Regions from separate parts of the Mus musculus genome. Here region 2 is linked to region 1. Evidence: chromatin contacts called from public HiChIP or PLAC-seq data. All regions are on one chromosome and are shown on one strand. The core of a region is the stretch at or near the end of the contact, and the rest is flanking DNA. Distances in the headings are between cores, read along the strand shown. Region 1 holds the start of Luc7l3 (LUC7-like 3 (S. cerevisiae)). Region 2 holds the start of Chad (chondroadherin).

Region 1 (4,870 bases), core at 1,245-3,744:
TGGTTGCTGGGAATTGAACTCAGGATCTCTGGAAGAGCAGACAGTGCTCTTAACCACTGAGCCATCTCTCCAGCCCCCAACCAACCCATTCTAGTTCAACTTCATGAGACTCAAAGAATACTTTTAAAAGTTCCTCTTCTAGCAGACTAACAGTTTTCTTCATTGTTATCTATTTCATGTTTTGGAAACTTTTTTGCGTTTCTTAACTGTAAACTCTTCAGATTTCTGTTTGAGGGATATATGCTAACACACTGGGAGGCTGGGGTGGGAAGACTGTCGGTCTTGAGTTCGAGGCCTCCATTTTCCACCTTACCTGGTTGGAGCTTTGCCACACTCCTCAGTCAGTGCCACAGGGAGCTGACTCCTCCACTCTGACAATAAAAAGGTTCTTTCCCTCTTGCTAATAAAGGAATTAAGAACCTGTTGGGTCTCCTCTATCAATGTGCAGAGTATATCAATTAATTTAATCTGCACACTAACACTGATGTGGGCATATAACAGAAGTTTTGTTGAGGTTTCTCTGTGTAACCCAGCTATCCTGGACATTTGACTGCCTCTACCTCCTGAGGATTATATGAGCCACCAACTTTGGGCCTCCAATTTTTAATTTTAACTTTTTAAATATAATTTACTTTATGTGCATTGGTGTTTTGCCTGCTTGTCTGTCTGTCTGGGGGCAGGGGGTGTCTGACCCTGGAGTTAGGCAGCTGTGAGTTGCCATGTGGGTGTTAGGAATTGAACCTGGGTCCTCTGCAAGAGCAGCCAATGCCAACAACTGCTGTGGCATCTCTCCAGCCCTTAATTTTTTAAAAATTACATTCTATTTTATGTGCCAGTGTCTGTGTGTGTGGATCAGCCCGTGGAGGTCAGAGGACAGTTTTCGGGAGTTGGTTCTCTCCTTTCTCTGTGAGTCCGGGGGATGAAACTCTTGTCACATTCATCCAGCTTGTCCACAGATGTCTCTCAGCTTAGTCATCTCACTAGCCCCTGGGTTTTATTTTTTTTAAAAATTGTTTTAGACAGGAACTCACACAGCAACCCATGCTGGTCTGGAACAATAATCCTTCTGGCCAAGCCTCCCAAACAAGGGGATTATAGGCCCGGTCTGCTATTCCTAGCTGAATATGAATCTTGTTTTTGAGACAATGTCTCACTATGTAGCCCTGGCTGGCCTCGATCAACTTGCCTCTGGATTGCTAGGGATTAAAAGTTTGCAAGGCCGAATTAATACTTTTAAAGAAATTCCAGGGAGTTCACCACTCAGCATGAAGAACAGAGTTTAACCTCCAGCACATACATGTAAAACAGTGGTTTATAGCTGCAGTACTAAGGAAGCAGAAATAAAAGGATTCGTAGGGCTTTCAGGCTGACAGAGAGCTCACGTCCCAGTGAGACATTCTTTTTGAAAAAGGGTTTCTCTGTATAACAGCCATGGCTTTATACAGAAACTTGTTTTGTAGACCAGGCTGGCCTCAAACTTAGATATTCACCTGCCTTTGCCTCCCAAGTGTTAGCACTTAAGAGGCAGAAGCAGGTGAACCTCTTTAATTCATAAAATCCACCTGACTCTGCCTTCCCAGTGCCTTCCTAGATAAAAGGTATACGGTGACAGCAAGCCCAGCTAAGTTTTCCTAATCTTTTGAAAGTTTAGATTGAGGAGCAATGGTGGCACGTCCTAGCACTCATAAGGCTGAGACACGGGAATCTCTGTGAGTTCGAGGCCAGCCTGGTGAGTTCCAGAACAGCTAAAGTTACAGAGAAACCCTATCCCGAAAAACAAAACCAAAAACCAAACAAAGGTGGATAGTTCCTGAGTAATGGACTCCAGAGGGTAACCTCTGGTCTCCTCTATGATTCCCTGAACACACAGTAACACATTTGATACAAAGTGAAGGAAGATAAATTCCTGGATTGGAGGTATTACAACATAATTCCTCCACCGCATATAGTCTATTCCTTGATTTTCCTCCCTAAAAATCGAGGAAGTCCGGACAAAACCGGGTAGAAGAGTTGAGGATTTAACTCGCTGGTAGAGCGTTAAGCGTTAAGGTTCCCGGTTCAATCCCCAGCATCGAACTGGGTGGGTGTGGGAAGGGTGGAGGGTGCAGACATAAATAAGGACAGGTAGAGGAGGAAGAAACTACAGCGACAGGAAAATGGAGTCTGAGCACGATCGCAGCTCGCTCTTCTTGTTTCCCTCCCTGGAAGATGGTCCCCCGCACACCACGTGGACAAAGGGACATTTTCTCCGTTTCAGGGCAGTGGCAAAGGACCCAGAGCTAGATTGCTCTTTCTCCAAGTAAAAAAGAGGCCGACACCGGCAGCCGTTAGAGCGTCCACCGCTCCGTTGGGTGGAAGGCACGGCGGGGGCGGAGTCAGTGCCTGGCGGGGCTTTGCCCCGGGCCCGGGCCGGAGGTCCCGCCCCCTCGCCGGAGAAGCCGCGCTGCCCGCCCTCGCAGCCCGGGCCTAGGCGTGTCTCCACGGGCGCACGGCATGCTGGGAAGGTGCCCGGGCGGCGGCCATTTTGTCTTCTCGGCTCCTCTCTGGAAGAGGCTTTTCGAGCTTGAGAGTGGGCCGAGGGGGCTTGGTTCGGCGGCCGGGCGGCTGGTGGGGTTTTTTATCGGGTGGGTGCTAGGGCTGGCGTGAGCAGCCGCCCGGAGGAAGCACCATGATTTCTGCCGCGCAGTTGCTGGATGAGTTAATGGGCCGGGACCGAAACCTCGCCCCGGATGAGAAGCGCAGCAACGTGCGCTGGGACCACGAGAGCGTAAGTCCCGTGGGCCTCGGGCCTGTGCCCCGGGGACTGGGGGAGGGGGAGCTGAAGGGACCCGAGGGCGGGCCGAGGCTGGCCCGAGCGGGGTGCGGCGCGATTTGGGGGGACCTGGCCGCGCCGACTGAAGCACCTGACGGCGGAGGGAGGCGGGCGTGCGGCCCAGGACGGAGGGAGGATTCCGCGCCAATCCGGGGGATAGCGGCGTTTGTTGTTGTGTGGAGGAAGTCCGGGATGGCGCTTGGCTGGGCAGAAGAAGAAGCACCTTGGTGAGGCCGAGAAACGCGGGAAAAGGAAGAAGGAAGGGCTCGCTTGATTCCACCAGAGCTCCGGGGTTTTACCGTATGAATAAGAAAGCAGGCTTCCGTTATTTGGGTGCAGTCTGTCTGTCTGTCTGTCTGTCTATCTATCTATCTATCTATCTATCTAGAGTGTGTGAGTGTGTGTGTGTGTGTGTGTGTGTGTGTGTGTGTGAGAGAGTCGGGAGTCATATAGATAGATAGCCTGACTCCCGACCAGTATTCGTGGGGAAGGACATCGTAGCAGTGCATTGCTTAGGAGTGCTGCCATTTGGACACTTCTGTGAGAAGGTAGACAGTTGAAAGACGGAACGAGGTACAGTTTTATCATGAACAGTTTTTTGCTAATGCGGTTTGATGGCCGTTTGACGCGTGCTTGATGGCCGTAGTAGACCCTCAGCTAGGCAGTTGTGAAGGTTTTTGTTTTCACATAAACTCATTCGGTCCTTTTACTCTCTTAGAAAGGTTAACTATAACTCCTGGGTCGCAGGTGAGGCTAAAGCCTCTCTCTCTCTCTCTCTCTCTCTCTCTCTCTCTCTCTCTCTCTCGGTCTCTTGGTGATCGGGAAAGCTAAATCTAATTTTTGTAGCACTGTTGAGGTTGCACTGTTCTTCGTGCATATACTGTACTGTATTTCAAGTACTTTTTATCTAGTTTTGTACGTGGAGCACACTGTCTTAGATCTGAACTGGAGAGTGGGTACACTTGATTTTACCTTGCAGTTATAATCAAACAGCAGTTTTAAATCACTTGATAAAATATGAGAAAATGGCTCAACAAAAGCTTTGTTTTGTTTCTGTTTTTGAGGCAGTGTTTTACTCTGTAAGCAGGTGGTTCTCGAACTTGAAATCCTCACTCCGCTTCCAGAGTGCTGGGATTACATCGTTGCCACGATTGGCTAACAGGCTTTTTAGGAAAGTAAATTATGTATTTTTTTAAATCTATTTATTTATTATATGTAAGCACACTGTAGCTGTCTTTAGACACACCAGAAAAGGGCATCAGATCTCATTACAGATGGTTGTGAACCACCATGTGGTTGCTGGGATTTGAACTCAGGACCACCAGAAGAGCAGTCAGACCTCTTCCCCACAGAGCCATCTCACCAGCTCAGTATGCGTTGTTTTTAAACACATGGTTTGAGTGAAGTAACAATTTCTCTTTTGACATATAGAAAAAAAGTAAAGTGGGGTACCTAATTTCTGTATGTTTAAAAAAAAGTGTTCAGAGCTAATAGCAGGAGCCTTCAGTCCTAACACTTGAGGCAGATGCAGGCGGGATTCCTGTAAATTCCAGGCTAGCCTGGTCTACTTCACACTCACAGTTAGGGCTCCACAGAGAAACTCTTATCTCCAAAAACAACAACAACCCCACCCCCAAAAAAACCCCCCAAAACCAAAAGAAGTGTATGGCTAAAGTTGTATGGAAGTGGTGCCTGACTTCAAGTATGTTCTTAGGGTAGAGTTTATGGTGTTATTAGTTACATTGATTCATTGCAGCATGTGAATCTCCTGACGTTCATTGTCCTTCTGTTGCCTACTTATGTCTTGACCTTCTGCTGGTTTTTTTTTTGCTTCTGTCTCAGTGAACTTTCTCTTCTCACCCCACTTAACTCTTCAATCTAAGCATTTTGTTTGTTTTGTTTCTTGTGTGTTTGTTTGTTTGTTTGTTTTTGTTTTTTCAAGACAGTTTCACTGTTTCCCCTGGCTGTCCTGGAACTTAACTCTGAAAACCATGTTGGCCTTGAATTCAACGAGATCCTCCTGCCTCTGTCTCCAAGAGCTAGAACTAAAGGTTTGGA
Region 2 (4,870 bases), core at 986-3,485, 240 kb before region 1:
TGTGGAGCTCTCTGTGGGCACTTTGGCCAGGATGGATGGCTCCAGAGGAAATGTATTGGTGCCCTCCTCTGAGCCTTGGTGCCAGTTTCTCTCTGGCCTCCTCATTCTTTTTTTTTTTCTTTTTTCTTTTTGGTTTTTGTGAGACAGGGTTTCTCTGTGTAGTCCTGGCTGTCCTGGAACTCACTCTGTAGACCAGGCTGGCCTCGAACTTAGAAATTCGCCTGCCTTTGCCTCCCAGGTACTGGGATTGAAGGCGTGCGCTACCACGCCCGGCTTTGGCCTCCTCATTCTAAATCAGCCTTCGTATGCTGTTCTACTGGCCACTGTTTTGTCACTAGGGTGGTCTACATTTAGCTGGGGTGAGGCCAGGCTAAAGAAGATCCACCCAGAAGGCTCCATCTACCTAGATAAGGTTGGCCTTCTGTCCTCAGCTCCGTATCTGTGACCTCTCACAGACCAGATTGGGCTGTGACGTTCTCTACAAACAAAACTACTCTACCTCGCTCTGGTCTCTGCCCGAACCTTCTGGCTGAAACTGTGTTGTGTACCAGGGTGATTCCCTGAAAAGGACTTTGCTCCTAGACAGCCCCGACCAGGCTAGCCTGAGCATCCCAAGGGAGGAAGAATTGAGGAGTCTGGGATCTGGTGACTGGGGAAAGCAAAAGTCAACAAACTGTCTGCTGGACAGTGAGACAGTCAGTCTGTGCTCTGAGGAGACACTTGGGGGGGCGTGTGCCAGGGATTGCATGTGTTTATTCACGGGCTGCAAGAGCACCAAGCCAGCAACTCGGTGAAGCCAAGTCAGGTCTCCGTGTCTTGGTTTCCCGTCCTTATTTGAAATCGACCCGAGGTTGCAATAAAATTGAGTGTGTTTCGACCCACGGAGGGAATGGGACGAGGGTGTGGGAGAGTTCTCCTTAAGGTACCTGCTCCCCAATTCATCCTCTGGCCTCTCACTTTACCTTAGCAACACAGGCCAGCACCCACTGGGAACAGGCACTCTTTGTGTTCTCTCAGCTTCTGGAAGGTGCCTCAGTAGACAAACCTTCCTTTATGAAATGGTAGGCTTGCAGGAGACTGGTAAGAGAGGGGTGGAAAGTCCAACAGGAAGAGGTGTCTGCTGTTAACCGTGGGGTCTGGGGCAGATGCCTCCCCAGAGGCCATTTGTGGGACCAGAACAGTTCCATCTCTTACAAGGAGTCCCAAGAGAGCCCTGCTGAGAAGCCTCGGGACCAGGTAAGGGTGAGAAGGATGGGGAGGGGTGTGTGTCAATGCAGAGAGAAGTGGCAAAGGCCCCTTGCTTTGGAGGATAATCTGAGTGACAAGGAGTCCAGGAGGAGGGAATGCTGTCCCGATGTGGTCCTGGGGTGGCATCCTAGAAAGAGCCGGGAGAACTGCAGCTGGGGCACTTACCTTCTCCAGGTTGGTGTTATCCAGCCAGAGGGTCTCCAGATATCTACCGAAGGACTGGAAGGCATTGTCTGGGATGCTCTTCAGAGGGTTGTGAGACAGCTTCAGCTCCTCCACCACCCGAAGTTTGCTCAGGGCGGCTGAGGGGTAGCTAGACAGCTGGTTCTTGTCCAGGTGGAACTTGGCTAGGTTCTCCACATCATCCAGGGAACCAGGCTGCAGGGAACTGAGGGCATTTTCTGACAGGTAGAGCCAGCGCAGGTCCTTGGCCCCCTGGAAAGCTCCAGCACGCAGCTCTCGGATTTTGTTGTTGTTGAGTTGCAAGATGAAGAGGTTGACCAGAGGAGAGAGCAACCCCCGGGGCAGTTCCGACACTTTGTTGTGGTCTAGATAGAGGTAAGTGAGTTCAGTCAGGTCGTCGAAGGCTCCAGCTCGCAATACCCGGATGTCGTTGTGGGACAGGTACAGGTAGATAAGCTGCTTCAGGCCTCGGAAGGCACCAGCCGCCACCTCGCGGATGTTGCAGTGTTGCAGGTGCAGGGAGACCAGGTTCGGCATGGTCCGAAACGAGTTGGCAGCCAGCACCGGGAAGTTGTTGCGCTGGAGATTGAGCAGTTTGGTTGTCTCTGATACCTTGGGGATCTTCTGCAGCCCCACCTTGTCGCAGATGACATGCTGCAGATCTCCATGGCAGTGGCAGTTTTGGGGGCAGGCGGCTAGCGCAGGCAGGAGGATGGCAAGAAAGACCAGACTGAATAAGAGCGCGCGGGCCATGGTTGGAACGCCTTGAGCCTGGGCTGGGGGCTAAGGCAGCGACAAGTCCTCGACTCTCGGGTCTCCCGGCCCATTTATAGGGCAGCCTTGACCGCAGTTGGCAGCGGAGCCAGCTACTACGTGGAGCACCGAAGCCACTGATTTAACCCCTTCCCGCCCAGAGATGCGTCCCCATCCTCGATGGCTGGGGGCCTCTTTTCACAGCAGGAGACCGTGTGTAGGGCTGAGGGCCCTTCCCCTGAACCCCAACCCCTTGGTTCCTGTTTGCAAACATTATGCTGCACCTTCCCCTACCCTCCTCTATCTGGACCAACACCCCGAGGTGGGGTGGACGGTGATAGGTGTGTCGAGGGGCCTCTGAATTTCCACTGGGCAGAGGGAAGTGTTCCCAGAACTTATTTATTTGCTCAAGTTTGAGTTCTCTACGTCTCCCTCCCCCATACACCCTTGGCAGACAGGTCACCCTGGACTCCGGGAGGGAGGAAGTGGGGCCCGACAGCCGGATGCGTCTCACCGCGGTCGGCCAGCCGGCGGCGCTTTAATGGGACTGTTGTGCGGCGCAGGCGGAGCGTGAGAGCTGCTGTGGGTTGGGCTCCCGCTTCTGGGTTCCTCAGTTTATCCCAAGGAGGTGGGGGAGCTGGTTGCAGAGGCTAGCTGACAGCCGTGCGTTTGGCTCTGCCCCTTCTCGGAGCCCAGTGGCACCAGGCCCGTAAGAGCTCCGGATTGTGGGCTTATTCACGACCCCTCTCTTAGCTCTGGGCTTCCTGTTCCCTGTCCTTTGTACCCTCATTCCCCTTTCTAGGGCTGAAGGCCACACAGAAATGTGGGAACTGGTGTGTGTGGGGAGTGAACCACAGGACTGACTGGCAACACACCTGGAGACCACAGGCCGCTGAACAAGCATGGTTGCACAGTCTCCTTCTTAATCTCCCCCAAATATCCTCATCTCCGGATCCTCCCCTCACCGGTGGTTAGGACCCACCCCTAAGGGGGGTCTCAGAGTGGCAGCCTAGTGGCGCCAATGTGTACTTGGCAGAGGCCATAGCTGGGCAATGACCCCAGGACTGTGTGAGCTGGTGGGAAGTGGGGTGTTGGCTACAGGCAACCAACCCTGGCTAGCCAGATGCTAGGTTGTGGGCAGCCCCGCCCTGGTGGACCAGGCTTCTGTTCACTTGCCAGCCACAGTGTCTGGAGTCCTGTGGAGAAGGGAGGGTGAGCAGGCAGGTTACAGCTTTGGCCCAGGGTGAGCTCTGGGTTGCTTGGCCAGAGATGGCTTCTGTTTTTGGGAGGTGGTGGAGGAGACCACAACTACGCCAGAACCACACCACCTGATGGTGTGCGGGCATGGAGGCCACCAACAGAGAGCTGGTAGAGGACAAGGTATCTAGACCTTCTCATGACACTCAATACATAGATGTAGGATTTGGACTCCAAGCCTGCACTTCCCATAAGCCCTTCTTATTCCTTGTCGCTAGAATGGGGTGTGTGGGGGTCATTCTTGGCCTAGAATGTTCTCTGATGGTATTTAGGCTGGCTGCTAGTTTTCCTGATGCACAGGATGTTCTAACCACTGGAGGTTGCAGGGGTAGGTGTGTGTGTGTGTGTGTGTGTGTGTGTGTGCGCGCGCACATGCATGCCACAGGCCTTTTAAATTCATGCTCTGGCTATATTTTTGTTTTAATGAAAATAAACACACAGTATCATCTCCAGAGCTTGTAGGGCACCCACCCTAAGGCCAGGCACTTGTCCCAGGTTGGAGGGGAGTGGTGTCTGTGTGTCTGTACCACTCCCAGCTCAATCCCAAGCCAGGCTGCCTTTCTCATCAAGTTTATGAGGCCTTTGGCTAAGAAGAGAGAGAGGGAGGCTGTTGTGGCCTGAAATCAAGACGGAAGGACCAAAGCAACCTGGAGATGGAGAGAGCAGCCATGGGTATCAGTGATGCCAGAAGCCACAGGCATCACAGGGCAGTGTCGGAACCTTGGCCATGAGAGGACTGGCTTCTAGTCTCAATTTGGTTTCAGACCAGGGGCCCTGCAGAGAGCTGCACTTCTGGCTTCTGACCTCTGGCTCTTGTCCCCTCGCTTACCTCAGTCCTTACTGTTCAGCTACCTAGGGTAGGTCACCCCAGCCCTCCTCTGTCCCTCACTTCCCTTCAAGCCGTCTTTTTTGGCCCCTCTAGGTTGTTTATGGAACCACAGAGAACAGTCCCGTGACCTTCATGAACTTTCCCGAGGACACCCTGGAGCAGAAGGCTGGTAGTGTGGGCAGAATTATGCCTCACACGGAGGTGAGCCCCCGACGGATGCCCTCAGAGCCCACCTCCCACCGCGTGAGGACAGTTAGGACTTTCCATCAGACATCTAAACAGCTCACTCAAATACAGAAGGCCCCAGTGCTGGGGGCTTGCTGGACCTGGCCCGGCTCTGTGGGCTGAAGCAGGGAGAGCTGGCCGGGGGTGGGGGGTGGGGTGGGGTGGGGAGCTGGGACAGCAGCCCTGAGCAGCAGCCAGCCGAACCTCTCCTCAGCCACCCTTCCTGTCTGAGGTGTGTTTTTGCCAAGCCCACTGTCTGTCTTGGGCAGCTAGGCCAGTCTCAAAAAGGAGCCAGAACACAGGGAATTTTTTCCTCTTATGTAGCTGCCCCTGCCTCTCATTCTTCTTTGGTCTGAGCATGGATTCTTCTTTTCC

The links. HiChIP or PLAC-seq counts read pairs in DNA pulled down with a chosen protein or histone mark.
Region 2: an HNF4G HiChIP or PLAC-seq map of pancreatic cancer cells shows a contact between it and region 1. The contact joins the promoter of Chad here to the promoter of Luc7l3 in region 1. A contact is called at or near these places in 20 of 39 promoter capture datasets (the 3T3-L1 cell line, the HPC-7 cell line, HPC-7-derived erythroid cells and 13 more), 6 of 484 Hi-C or Micro-C datasets (arterial endothelial cells, bone marrow-derived macrophages, cerebellar granule neurons and 2 more), 23 of 115 datasets of contacts at active chromatin or transcription factors (the HPC-7 cell line, bone marrow-derived macrophages, cardiomyocytes and 14 more) and 5 of 9 other capture datasets (adipose tissue, embryonic stem cells, liver and 2 more).

The regions. Positions count from the first base shown.
Region 1 is chr11:94,319,587-94,324,456 of GRCm38.p6, reverse strand. It overlaps Luc7l3 (LUC7-like 3 (S. cerevisiae)), which reads left to right and starts at 2,494. Exons shown (of 10, transcript NM_001361574.1): 1 at 2,494-2,767. The coding sequence starts at 2,669.
Region 2 is chr11:94,562,412-94,567,281 of GRCm38.p6, reverse strand. Chad (chondroadherin) reads right to left here and starts at 2,235. Exons shown (of 4, transcript NM_007689.5): 1 at 1,414-2,235. The coding sequence starts at 2,184. Acsf2 (acyl-CoA synthetase family member 2) reads left to right here. Exons shown (of 16, transcript NM_153807.2): 11 at 4,364-4,471.